Linked DNA regions of Xenopus laevis: region 2 is linked to region 1. A link is a contact called in public Hi-C data. All regions are on one chromosome and are shown on one strand. Each heading gives the region's core, a stretch centred on a gene start, on an enhancer-like site or on the middle of the called end of the contact. The rest is flanking DNA. Distances are from core to core; before and after follow the strand shown. Region 1 holds the start of LOC108707475 (endothelin-2-like). Region 2 has its middle 60 kb from the start of LOC108707475.

Region 1 (6,984 bases), core at 2,694-5,193:
GTCAGAAACCGAAAATCCGCCATCTCAACCTGTTGAAGATATTGTGAAAAATGAATGGTTTTCTGTAGATAACCCCAAAAAAATAGAGCAATGCAGGCGTCCAATATGAAAAATGAGTACAATTCGGGTTTTGTTGAGTTTTTTCCCCAACTCAACTTTTTCCAATTATTTTATTGATAAATAAGATACAATCATGGATGGGAGTTTAGTTGAGCTTGGTTTAATAAAAATATGAGACAAATTCAAGCATTATTAAATAACCCCCTTAGTTCTGGCTCTTCCAGAAGATTAAACAAGATTACAGGTATGGGATCTGTTATCCGGAATGTTATCCTGTTATCTGAATTACAGGAAGGCCATCTCCCATAGACTAAATTTTATCCAAATACATTTTTTAAAATTTTCTCTGTAATAATCAAACAGTACCTTGATACTAACTAAGATATAATTAATCCTTAATGGAAGCAACACCAGCCTGTCACGGCCGGCACCCAATACAAGAACAAATGCCAAGGACCCTGGTCTCGGCTCGGCTTCACCAGTAGTGTGACCACCTTTGGGCTTCGGGAGGAGCCCTTAGCTTAATTGGGTGCCACCTGGACTTAACGAGGGGTACAAGGCAAGGTGTTCTGGCTGGCAAAGGGGCACGACCGGATAGCAAGAGTCTTTGGGCAGAAGGTCAAGGACAAGGCGTCTGGTGGAAAAGGAACAGACCGGATCAGGACAGGCAGATAACAGAATCGTCAGGCAAGCAAGGGGTCAAAACCAGATAATCAGACAGACTGGGTCGAGGCAGGCGGATATCAGAATCGTCAGGCAGGCAAGGGTCAAACCGGGTAGTCAATCAAGGGGTTAAGCAGGAAGAGTTGTCGTGGCAGGCAAGGGTCAGGATACAGAATGCAGAATAGACAGGCAGGGTCAAACACGGATAATCAGTCAGGATAGCAAATTCAGGAACAGGTAGCACAAAGCTCAGGAAACCACAGGATATGATCCTATAATGGGCACTGGCTACAGGTCTGAATGGGCCTTAAATAGGGTCCCAATTCGCGCCAAAAATGTGCGCAATTTCACGCCATTGCGTGCTGCCGCAATCACGCCAGCGTGCCTGCACCTTTAAGAGACGCGCCCTAGGGATCCAAGATGGTGCCGGCAAGGGGAGAACAGGAGAGGAGCATCGGGCGTCCACGCCGAGGACGCGGCGTGGACCCCGCTGCCCACTAGACCACCAGGGTAGGTTTCTTACACAGCCTATTGGGTTTATTTAATGTTTTCTAGTAGACTTAAGGTATGAAGAACCAAATTACGAATGATCCGTTACCTGGAAAAGTACTGAGCATTCTGGATAACAGGTCCCATACCTGTAGTAGTTTAAGACTTTGTAAATGAGAGTGGGTCTTTGCTGCTCAAGCTTAGTTTAGCCTTCAGAATGTGTGAATTCTTCATGCACTGTATTTCCCTTGACATTCAGACACATTAGAATGATTGAATAATGAATACTGATGTAGGTCACCCCTACTTTCCTATGCTCATTAGTTTTACAGTTGCTCCCATTTGTGCAGACATATGAAGAACCATAAAGTGGTTGACCTGTCGCTGTCAAAGTTAGGCTAAATTTGGCCATATCTTTAAAGATATCTTTTGCAAGGCTGCCAAACAGCAGATCTTTCCCCAATATGCCCAATTTGAGATGGGCGTTATAAGGCTGACCTGATTGATCTTTGGCGTTGTAGATCACAATGACATTAATTGCGGGCTGTCAGGGCAAGGCCCACATCAATAAACCAATGAGCTCTTTTGAGGATTTTTAAACCTGCTTGATCAAAGATGAGAAAGATACTGGTTACATCTTGAAGCATATTTGGGAAAGAAGTAATCTCATATCGGTGCTACTGTCTCATTTGCAGTCTTTATTCTTCATTACAAGAAATGGGCAAATAGTGCCAAATAAAGAGTTCATTTCTGGAAAGCTTGTCTTTAAAATATGTCTATAATAAAATTGAATTGTTAGTTCATAAATTAATAAAACAGCCGCAAAATATTACAACACTCAGCTTTTCCCCTAGAGAGGAGCAGACATGGCTCTAAAAATATCCCATGGGTGCCCTGCCTGGCTGCATGATCTGTAATGAAATTGAATCTGCCTGGTCTGGAGACTGAAAGCTCTAGAGACAAACACTCCTGGCAACAGCTGTTCAAACAGGTGTGCATTATCTGTCCTCAGTCTCTTTAATAAATCTTATATCAAATATCTCTGTGATAATCCTCCACTGTTCCATAGTCCAGGGTGTTGTGCTGCCTATTGTAGGCATGTGAGATGACTAGATTTAAAGGGCATCTCCAATCGAAACGATTTTTTTTTGGAAATGTATTTGCTTGTAACGGAAAGACTATTTATATCTATGTAACTGAAGCTCCCTAATTAACAGACCTCGAGGAGAACTGATTCCTGCTACATTGTTTTAGAGGGAAAGACTGCTTTTGAATATCAATTACATTTTCCAGGGACTGTAAAAGCCACTGAAAATGTTGGTGGGTAGTAGCAAGGGCTAAAGATTGTATTATATTTATTTGAAAACCCGCACATTGCATTGAGTTTTTAGGCAATATGTATTATTTTAAATGTCTACATACAAAAGTAGGTGCTCAACCCACAGAGCATTTGCAGCAGCTAAAAATGTGCTTACATTTCTCTGGCCTAAAGAGCAGTCATACTACTCAGCTGCTGAAAGCTGACTCAAATGTAAGTGGACTGTTGGACGGCATACAATTGCACCCCAGTCAGGACTTGCTTGTGGGATGAGTATGGAAGTAGATATTTCATTTCAGCTAAAGCATTCTTGATAAGGAAAATATGTGGGTCTATAGAGAACACAAACGAACTACAGTGTTTTACAAGTGTCCTTCTTAGACACCAGATACAAAGGATACTTATCAAAGGGTAAATAGACTTTGTTATAGTTTGCCAGAGGGAAAATGCACAGTTCTCTATTCACTGGTACATTTTTAGGGGCATATTTATCAGTGAATGAAAGTGAGAGTTTGTCTCTTGATAAAAATCCCATACACAAGGACTGAAAGCTTTGCCCAGCTTTTACTTCTGACAAACTGCGATACATTTTATTTCACCCCTTTGCTAAATCTACCACTTTGTATCCTTCTGGTCTGTCTTCCCAAACCTCTGTATGCATATCCATAAATTATTCATAGAGCATTTCTTTATAGAGAGGACCTATTGTGATGAGTCATTAACTCTGTATGGGCAATGGGAATTTGATGCTTGCAGGAAATCCACGCTACAAATCTCCTTAAAATGCCTTCCTATTCGATAGCCATCAGATCGCCGGTTTAATTGTGGAAAATCCCCATATTTGGAGGTTAATAATTTGTAATGCATTTTTAGGAGATTTGTTGCCTGCGGGTAGCACAAATTTCTTGCAGGTGAAAAATCTCATCATGTGCCATTGCCCTAAAGGTAAGGAATGTTTCCTGCTGTCTGTGCAGAAAGTACTTATGTACTAAGATACTCACCCTCCAGTGTTTACCCATATTATATCCAGGTGGCAGAAGTACACACACTCCTTATCCATCCATGTATTGCAGGAACATCTCTTTGCCCTTGTGTGCAGGTTAAATTGTGGGATAGAAGGAGGAGCTGGGAAGGAAAGCACCCCTGTTACTGAGAAAGGAAAAATACACAATTATGGTACAATTATAATTATTTAATCATCACTGTTAACTGACATTAATTATGAGGAATCACCATTGTGTAGTATTCTTAGGGTAGTTTTAATTTTAGGGAACTGATAATGTTGAGGGAATGTTTAACATATTAAGGTAGGTAGGTAGGTATTGGATCCATTATCCAGAAACCTCAAACATATTGAAATGCCTTTTCCCATCTAACAAATAATTCTTGATTTTTGACTGATGCGTTTCGTTCCTGTAATAATGATAACGGACATTGCACTTGATATGATTGTTGATAAGTAAATGTTGTCAGTAAAACAATGCTGTTGGTTTGCTTTCGTTTTGAAATGTTTTGTCATAGCCTTAAAGTGATACTGACACTAACATTTTTTATTTTTACATTAAAAGTTACCTATAGGTCATGTTGATCTTTTTTCACTGATAGTTCTGCTTTTGTAAGTAATTGTTAGTTGAAGTTCCTAAACCTGACTGTTTTGACAACCTGACTGTCCCTTCTTAGCCTGTCAGTTAGAGTTTCTAATGCTAACGGAATATTGCTGCACAAATATGACAGCTGCCCTCATAGAGGAACAGGATCGTAAGACAGGTAATGTAAAAGCATCAGGCAAATACTTTTATGACAAAATTATAAATAGCATTCAAAGACAATGTTATGACAAATACAAAAAAAAAATTATTTTCTGGTGTCAGTATCTGTTCATGTTATCCGATTCTGGATAATAGATCCAATAACAGTACAAAGAGTTATTCTGCAAATGTAATGCTGTTTAGGGGTCTGGGAGATAAAGCCTGCAGTGCCTCAGTGCGTGAGTGGAAGTATTTCAATATAAGAATAACTGACTCATTCAATAATCCCCCTCATCTGTATGGTGATGATAACTGCCATCATTATACAGAGCATCCTGCTTGCAAACACTTTTGCATTCCTTACAATATATTCACTGCTAGTGTACACATTAGCTGATATCTATAGAGCCACCTATCTCCATTCCTTTTTTCCCATGCTAGAAAAGCTGACAGGGCACATTCATTTATGGACCTCAATTAACCACTAGTTCACCTCTAAAGCACACTTTCGCTCCGGCAGGAGTTACACAACAGTCGACCTGATGCACGCCAAGGAAAGCTTTATGTAAACAAATCATTTTAGAGCACCAAAGTCCAAATCTAAAAGGGGTAAAATTATGTAAAATTGTGATGTGATAAAAAGCAATCTATTGAGCCTGTTGGGAAGAGTGAGGCCATAATGCATTGGGAAGGAGCACATCTGACGCCTGGTTAGTTGGACACACATATATTCCAGAATTCCAAATAGGTAATGAAATCATTTAGTTCTCCGAATAGGTTCTTTTTTGTTATTCCTCTGTTTATTCGACTAAAGCAAAAAAAAAAAAAAAATCTTTTACACCTGACAGTATATGACTGAAATTCAGCATATTTATAGGAAATGGTTCCTCAGCAGAATGTGTTCTAATTAATGACAGGTACATTGTGCTAGGGAAGGTCCATGGTTATTTATAGTCACATCAATTGAGATCAGATGTTATACAGAGAATACATCCTTCCCGTGAAGCTTTAGTTTTATGGCACACATAACGTCTGCCTTGTTCATTCCATACTCCAATTTAGATATATTCTAAGGATTCCAGCAGGCTCTACATTGTATGTGATTTTTGCCATTTTCAGTTTTTAATTCATTTTAAATAATTTCTAGGGAGATGTAATGGAGATTTTATACAATTTTTCCAATATCTATTTGCTCTATTTTATACTGTATTATCATACTTATCCAACTGATTCAGAGACATAAAAAACAAATACTGTACAGGCATGTGACCAATTATCTAGAAAACTGTTATTTAGAAAGCTCTGAATGGCATTTCCGATAGTATAACATCTAAAATGAAATGTTTCACCTTTGACTGATTTACATTTCTCTGCATTAAAAAGACAGGACCTAGTAATTAAGTGAGTTAGAATAAATCCACACTGATGGTACAACCACCCTATTGGGACTTTGCAATGCTTAACTATATAGCCTTAAGGCAGAAATCTCAAGCATACCAGATAATAGATCCCATACCTCTACTGGAAATGTTTACAAAGCAACAGACTGCATTTCAACAACAGTATTGTATAACATATTATTTAACCTGGTGCTGATGAGTATCCCAAAGCAGCCAATTGGATACTTGGTTTTAATATTCTAACTACACTATCCCATGGAATCTAAAATCTCATTGGTTTCTACTGTATGACTGCTGGAGTTACTAGAGGTGCTCATGAAGTTCCACTGTTGTTGTTGTTAATAATGGCCATTGTGATAACTGTTAAGGCCATAGCACAGATATAGTCATAGTGAATTTCATCATCATCATCATCATCATATCATAACAGATCAGATGTATATTGTGCCATAAATTTCAGCTGGGAGCCAGCTTCACAACTCAAACATCTTCCACTTTCTATTTAATACTACAGATAGACCCTTTCATTCACATTATGGTCCCCCCCCCATGCTGTCAAAAATGACACACGTCCCTTAAGTCAACCTTTTAACTCTATTTTAACCTGCCAACCTGCTAGTTGATCCAGAGTTAGGCAAATAAAACCCATTTGAAGCCTCTCCAATTTGTATCAAAGGGGGAATAATTCCTTACTGATTCCAAGATGGCAATCGGACTAGTCCCTGGATCAAGTATATGCAATTACTTTACCTTCTCTTACTAGCTTACTCACTACATTCCAGGCATCTGTGAAGTGTAAAGAGCAAGCCCTCAGTTACACATAAACCTGCACATTCATCACAGAATATCCTCATGTGCGAACGTACCTGCTATAGCAACGTAAGGCAGTATTAAAGCTGTTCTCTGCATCGTGTATGTTGAACAGGTGCTCAAGTGGCCAGAACCTTCCCTTGTCCTACTGTTTAAATAACAGCCCCCTCCCTCTCCTGTACCACACCCTCATTCAATGTGTCTTCCAGGTGAGGGATATACTGTAGGTGCTGCTTGGCTCCCTCCCAGCGACTACCTCTTGTTGGATAAGCCTGCAGACAAAAAGGACTGGGTGATGAGGATTATTTAACCCTCACAGTGTAGGGAAGGGGAGGAGAATGTGTCTGGGAAAACAAGGTAGTCAAAGGAATCCAATTTTGTAAGAACTATGATTTTGTACATGGTGCTGTACAGTACATGGTGCTGTACAGTACATTGGTGCAGAATTGGTTTGCCAAAATTCACTACATATATCTTTTCAGTAGAACATCAGAAG
Region 2 (6,984 bases), core at 3,241-5,740, 59 kb before region 1:
TAGATTTTAGTCTGTTCCACATACATTACAGAATGTATTAAGGACAAATGGTGGTTCATAAGTGGTGCAGAGTCAGGCATTCCATTAACTGACATCCCACAATTATGCCACCCCTCTCTACATATGTCTCCCAGATAATACCCTAAAATTCTTAAAGTTTCCCTCTGCATTCCATCCTTTCCATATTAATAGCAATACCTATAAATTTTAGGACCTTTGGTTTTTTCCTCTTCTCTAAATGTTAAGGCCACCCACTATAAAGTGTCCCTTTATTCAGGCAGTTCACTAAGTCTGTGACGGTTCTCATTCATTAAGGTCATGGTATATCTATAGTAGTAAGTCAAACCAACAGGACTTGCTGTATCATCCGACAGGCTTTCTCAATTCAGAATGACCTGTACAAAAATATTTGTGGTTATATACCCTGGAATCTTACTCCAATCAGTATAATATGTGTAGTATACCAAAGACCTCATGGAGGCAAGGTGTTGATTGCATTAACATGATTGGAGCTATGAGGTGTTATTAGACCATCCAGGAAGGGTTGCTAAAACAACATTGTATGTGGCAGACAATAGGTGTCGAAACCCCCCCCCCTGTTCAGACTTGTTTTTCCATTTTCACAAATATGGCTTCTTTGACCCCTCTTTTGAACCAGTCCACCTCCCTGTCCAGAATGTGAACATGGCAGTCTTCAAACGTGTGTCCTTTTTCCTTTAGACACAGTCCTGACCAGAGTAGCTGGCTTTTCTGTGCTGCGACATATGTTTGTGTACCAGCTGTGTAGTTTCTCCCACGTTGTTTCATTTCTCCCAAGTCCGATTACTCCTCATTGCACTGCAATGTATACACAATGTTACTTTTCTCATGCTTTGGTATTGGGTCGTTTGGATGAACCAGTTGCTGCCTCAGTGTGTTGCTGTGTTTAAAGCAGACCGATGTGCAGTGTTTATTAAAAACCCTTAAGTTTTCTGACACCCCAGAAATATATAGAAAGACCAAGTTCTTTCATCTGTCCTGTTTTCTACCTTCACTGGTAGTTTTGATGTTGTTCTTGATCCTTCTCCCAGTTTTAACAAAGACCCAGTCTGGATACCACCACTTTTTAAGGGCCCCTCTGAGGTGTTTCAACTCTTTTGCTTGAACCTCTGTGCTGGTGGTGATCATGTCTGCTCTGTGTTGTCATGTTCTGATAACCCCCAGTTTGTGATCTAATAGATGGTGGGATTCAAATAGCAGGTACTGGTCTGAGTAGGTTGGATTCCTGTAGAATTCCAATTCCAGCTTCCCACTCTTACCAAGCAGTCCAAAAAAAATGAGTGCATGTCTTGCATATCCTTACATGTAAATTTGATGTTGTGGTCCATTGTGTTGATGTGTTCAGTGAAAATCTGTACCTTAATCTGTATTTTAACCCAGGTGTCATCCACATATCTGAACCAATGACTGGATGTCATTCCTTTGAAAGTACCCAGAGCCTTTATTTCCACTTGCTCCACATACAGGTTTGTCACGATGGGTGAAACTGGTGATCCTGTGGTGCAGCCATGCTTCTGCCTGCAGTTCACTTAGGTTTGAACACCTAAAAGTGATCATTGCTTAACCTAGGGTAGTTACTTCTTCTGAGTTAAAATCATTGTCTTGCATTTCAAGAGTTGCCCAGTAGATGGCAGTTATAGAATAATAAAGGTAGTACACGCAATGACCCTCGTTCTTGCCTTCATCGTCCTGGAAGGTGGGTACAGGATTGGGCCTGGACAGGTGGCAGGGTCAGTAGGAGAAGCTAATGCCAGACTATTCCTGTAATAGTCACTGTAGGAGGGTAGTAAGGGTAGTAGCAGTCAGAGGCTCCATCAAGGAGATTGGTTAGGTTAGTTCCCTGCAGTGACAAGGCCACCAGTATTGGGACTCAAATGGTTGAAGTCAGTGACACTGAGAGTGAGATCTTTGAAGCAAGAGGCTGCTGTGAGATTCGCCTCTGGTGAGGACACAGTGTGTGGGTTGTGGTTTACCACTGACTGAGGAGGTATTCAGACTGTTCTTTATGTGATATTGTGCTATAAGAACTGCTAGATCCAGAAGCAATTTGCCTGTGTCTGGTTTTGAAGAAAACACTTTTGCTCAAAATACTCCAATTATTTACATCTGTTGGTTGGTAGATACTCAAGGTCAACCTCAATGAGAAGAGTTGCAGGTAAAATCTACTTTAACTGGAGTTGCCAGAAGTTGTCTCTAGTATTAAAGTGCCATTATAGTGCCAGAGGGATATTGCAAGCAACACAAATTTCTATAACTCACCAACGGATGGGCTACATATACCTACCTTGGTTAACTGAGCTACTGGACCCACTCGCCTTACTAGGATTATGGTGTTATCAAATAAGGTATACACTGCAGACCAGAGATTTGTTAATCCCATCATTAACAGAGACTCCAGGGGTTGAGAGAGGTGGTGAATTAGCCTGTATTTTCCCAGCTCCTTTTTGGCTCCAAGATGTGGTAGGGGGCCAGGGCTGTCCAACTGGTGACCCCCCCTTCTGTGGCCCCCACCTACCTGCTGTGTTTGTTTACCATGTGTAAAATTTAAAAAGTATCACTACAGAGATTAACTGGCCCCTGCATTGTTTAAACCTCAAATTCAGACTAATCCCCTGTATTGTTCACACCTGTGATCCTCCTGCATTGTTCTCACTTGTGGCACCTCTATTGTTTATATGCTAAAGCCCTGTACTGTTCACACCTGAGACCCAGACTGAAACTGCCCACATTGTTTACCTGTTCACACCTTATTCAATATGCTAATGGAGCACCAGCACTGTGTCACTGTATGTGGTACATATTAGAATGATAGCTTTCCCTGTCTGCTGCTCTGTTCTACCTTCCCTCACTGGGGCTCATTTATCAACACTGGGCAAATTTGCCCATGGGCAGTTACCTATAGCAACCAATCAGTGATTAGCTTTTTGAAGCCAGCTGCAAGTAGAACAATGAATGCAGCAATTTGATTGGTTGCCATGGGTTACTGCCCATGGGCAAATTTGCCCAGTGTTGATAAATGACCCCCACTGTGTGTGCCATTCTCTGCTTGCTCAGTGCTGCTTGTGTGTTCCATTCTCTGCTTGCCTAGTGCTGCTTGTGTGTGCCATTCTCTGCTTGCCCAGTGCTGCTTGTGTGTGCCATTCTCTGCTTGCCCAGTGCTGCTTGGATGTGCCATTCTCTGCTTGACCAGTGCTGCTTGGGTGTGCCATTATCTGCTTGCCCAGTGCTGCTTGTGTGTGCCATTCTCTGCTTGCCCAGTGCTGCTTGGGTGTGTCATTCTCTGCTTGCCCTAAACATAAAAATGAACTTACTGCACCACAAGCCTAATCAAACAAATGATTTATGCTTTCAAAGTTGGCCACAGGGGGTCACCATCTTGTAATTTTGTTAAACATCTTTGCAAGACTATGCACATGCTCAGTGTGGTCTGGGCTGCTTAGGGATCATCATAAATTATCAAAACAGCACAAGTCAAATAATATCTGCAAAAAGCCGAGACTGATTAATAATCAGAATATGCAGACTGCAATGGGTCCTGTGTTGTCATGTAATCTAATGTGGATTTTATCGTTTTTGTATTGTTTAATGCAAACTTTCTCCAACTCTGCAGAACCAGTAGCTGCAGCAAAATAATCCTCCAAAATAGAATTCCAGTTTATCTGTTTAAATTTGGCATGATCTTTGTCCCTGCAGCAGGAAACGGTAAAGGGGATGCAAAGGCAAAATAAAATCCAATACAAATCTTTACACAGTCGCCGACTGCTCTACAGGGAAACAAACAAAACTGTTTGAGTTCTGAATGGCTGGGAAGTAAGGCAGGGGCTCCCCCTGGAGTTCATAAGTATGATTGTTCCCTGCCCAGCAGTTAGGGACCATCTGACAATTCCTATCCACAGCAGTAAATGAAGGGAGAATTTCACTGCATACAGTCAGGTTTCTTATAAAAACGGTACACATTTTTTAATCAGAGTATATTGGAGGTAGGTTTCTTTTCATTAAAGATTGGATTTTATTTTTTTGCCTTTATATGCCCTTTACATAACGCAACATGTCATCTACCCTCACTAGACTCCATTTGTCAAGGTCTGTGGGTGGCACATTTGCTTTCTTTTTAATACATGTAAAACATCTGGCTTGAGGGTGGGTACCTCCAGATTTAGAGCATTCATATCCTCCATTTGTCTTGCAATTTGCACTGGCCCTCATTATATCGAAAACAGATATTCTGTCTAGATCCTGTGGTGAACACCAACTCTCCAGGGCTGCCTGGAAAATGCTGTCCCCTTTGAAAGCCCATCAGTCTCAATCGCAAACTAATATCCTTATGGTCCCACAATATGGTGGCCTTTGAGGCCATCCATAGGAAATGTTTATCATATTGCCACCATTCCATAACACCATAATCTCTACAGGCAGCCCATAAAGTAGAAAAGAGTTCATAGTTTAGGTTTCTTTTCCCCAACAATGTTGGCAAAGATCTGGAAAGCTCTTAGACACATTTAAAGGGGGTAATGGAAGCTGTAACCAATACCGCATGTCAACTCACCTAAATACTGGTAGAATGCAATGGCCACAAACTATGCCTTTTCCACTTTCTGCCTCCAAGCCCAGTTGCTGTTTATTACACAGGTCTCATGGAGATATTTATATAGTATAATTTCTATAAAATCATGTCCATGAGCATGTTATAGGCTCTTCTAGAGACCTCTAGAACTGCTATTAATTAAACATACTAGGTATGCAATTATTATACTGTTAATACTGTATATTACAAATCTATGGGAAGCCTTAGTTTTTCATTAATAATAATAATCATATGTTTTGTTGGTGGTATTAATATTTCCATAATGGTTTTATATAGTCTGGGATTCTCCTACTGGTAACTTGGTATAGACTTGCATTTTCCTTCTCTATATGAAATGATGTGATGTGGAATATTTGATCTGGATCAGCTATACTATCCTTTTTCAAAGCAGTTATTTTTTAGGCAAAATGCACAGTCAATTAATGTTTTTTTTCTCTGCCAGTGATCTTTGATCATGCAAAATGCATTGAAGTCAGTGGAGGTTTTTCTTGCACATTTTTTTTTCCCGACTAAATTCTGCTGCAATTTTAAGAAAAAATTAGAAGATGGCCAAGCAACGAATTTTGCTGCAAATCCATGTCAGGTGAACATTTTCCTCATCACAGCCCAAACGAAATCAAGCACTCTCTATATGTATATACAGTATGTATATTGTACATTGTACTAGCTGACTGTATATGCATACATTGTACTTTTGTGTATCACTTTAATGGATGGAAGATTATTTACTGACAAGTATATGGATCAGAAGTATTTCTTTCTGCACAAATATTGCTTGACGCATGGTTGGGGCCAAAGAAGCAGATACCATGAGACCACAGGCATTGTGATAGGGCAGTGATTTCACATACAGTACATTTCCCAGTGTTACACTGGACCGTTTTTCCTGCATGACAAGCATTAGTAGGGGCATAAGCACTGAAGTGGCTCTAGTGGCATATTGGCTGCCATTGGCCAAGTTATCTTTACAAGGCCATGGACATGGTACTACCACGACAACAGTACCAATGTAATTTATCTGGAACATAGTTAGGATCTGGTTAATAAATGTACTTAGGTCTCATGGACACATAAGTAGTGTTCTGGCTATTATGTTAGACATCCAGTCACTCCAGCCTTTATACATTACATTGGCTAACTAACTATATTAGAAACATTTTTTATTTTGCGCAGCCTATCTATTTACCATATTTTTATTTTTACACTGAACAATTATTTTAAGAGAATATATTTACATTTTAATCTCTTAGCATTTCTAACTACTAAAGCCCCTGTATACAGCATATGTGTTTTGATTAATGTACTGTATTCATACATCCACATTTTATCTAATCTAGCCATGTGTCCAACAGCCAAATCTGTTGATATTTACAGAAGCAAAACACTAAAACACCAGTAGATGTCACTAAATGTCTAGAAAAGGTGACTGCCTGAGACTATCTATAGATTTAGAACAGGAACAGATAAATACTTGTCATTGTCTTGAGGTCGATTTAATTCACCATGGGAATAATGGCTTTTCTAGTGCAGAAATAAAGAGAATCTGGAGAATAAATTGGGAACTTTTTAAGTGAGGTGAAAGAATGGAATCAATAACGTCAAACACAGTGGACAAAATAAATCAGCATCACAGTAAAACAACAAACCTTCTTGTCCTTACTCTTGCTAGAAGATAACTTGTATATTGGTTAAGGGTAGCAAGCTAAACACTTACCCAGACTGTCTCTGCAGATAAGTATTCTTCTTCACTAGGCCAACCAAACCTCTTGGAATACATTTCTCACTACAAGAGGTCACCATTCCCACCCAGAGACACCATGCAAGGTAATTATTGAGAACCACACATGGTCATGCACTGTTCCCATGGTTTCCAGTAACAAAAAGTACAAAGTATTCCCCAGCAGTGCTATCTTATATACAGTAGGTGGATAACATAAGAACAATATCATTATGAAAATCAAATAAAATATTTTAAACATTAAGAACAATATCATTATCAACCAGTACCAAACAAGCAACAGCACATTATACCTCTTTTCCACCAGCCAGTTACCTTCTGTGACTGGTTACCTGGGTACACCTAACCATATGATCAGAACAGAAAAATAGCAATACAGTGAATTAACCTCCCAGACTGTTCTGTGCACCTTCTTTAGACAGCTGGTGGGTTGTATAAATATCACAGGGGTGAAGGAAGCTTAGATTGGAGGGGAGCAGATTTTTGCAGATGGGAGCTGATCTGCATGCATCAACTTTTTCTCCATCAATGCAGGTAAAGAAAAAACCTGGTGTGATGTTAGCCTTAAGTGGGTCAAATCAGTACAACTTTGACATAGCTTACTCCTCTGCAATCAGTCAAT

The links. Hi-C and Micro-C count contacts between places; a contact is called where the count stands out from the background.
Region 2: a contact with region 1 is called in a Hi-C map of the XL177 cell line, with 4 times the contacts expected there. The contact joins the enhancer-like site here to the promoter of LOC108707475 in region 1. A contact is called at or near these places in 2 of 4 Hi-C or Micro-C datasets (the XL177 cell line and the XTC cell line).

What each region holds. Positions count from the first base shown.
Region 1 is chr2L:59,685,868-59,692,851 of Xenopus_laevis_v10.1, reverse strand. It overlaps LOC108707475 (endothelin-2-like), which reads right to left and starts at 3,943. Exons shown (of 4, transcript XM_041581920.1): 1 at 3,532-3,943. The coding sequence starts at 3,590.
Region 2 is chr2L:59,745,152-59,752,135 of Xenopus_laevis_v10.1, reverse strand. No RefSeq gene overlaps it. Among protein-coding and RNA genes, the nearest start is that of LOC108707475, 60 kb to the right of the region's middle. Within about 2 kb of position 4,490, at least 1 of the 7 cell types and tissues checked has an H3K27ac peak or open chromatin away from gene starts, as enhancers often do.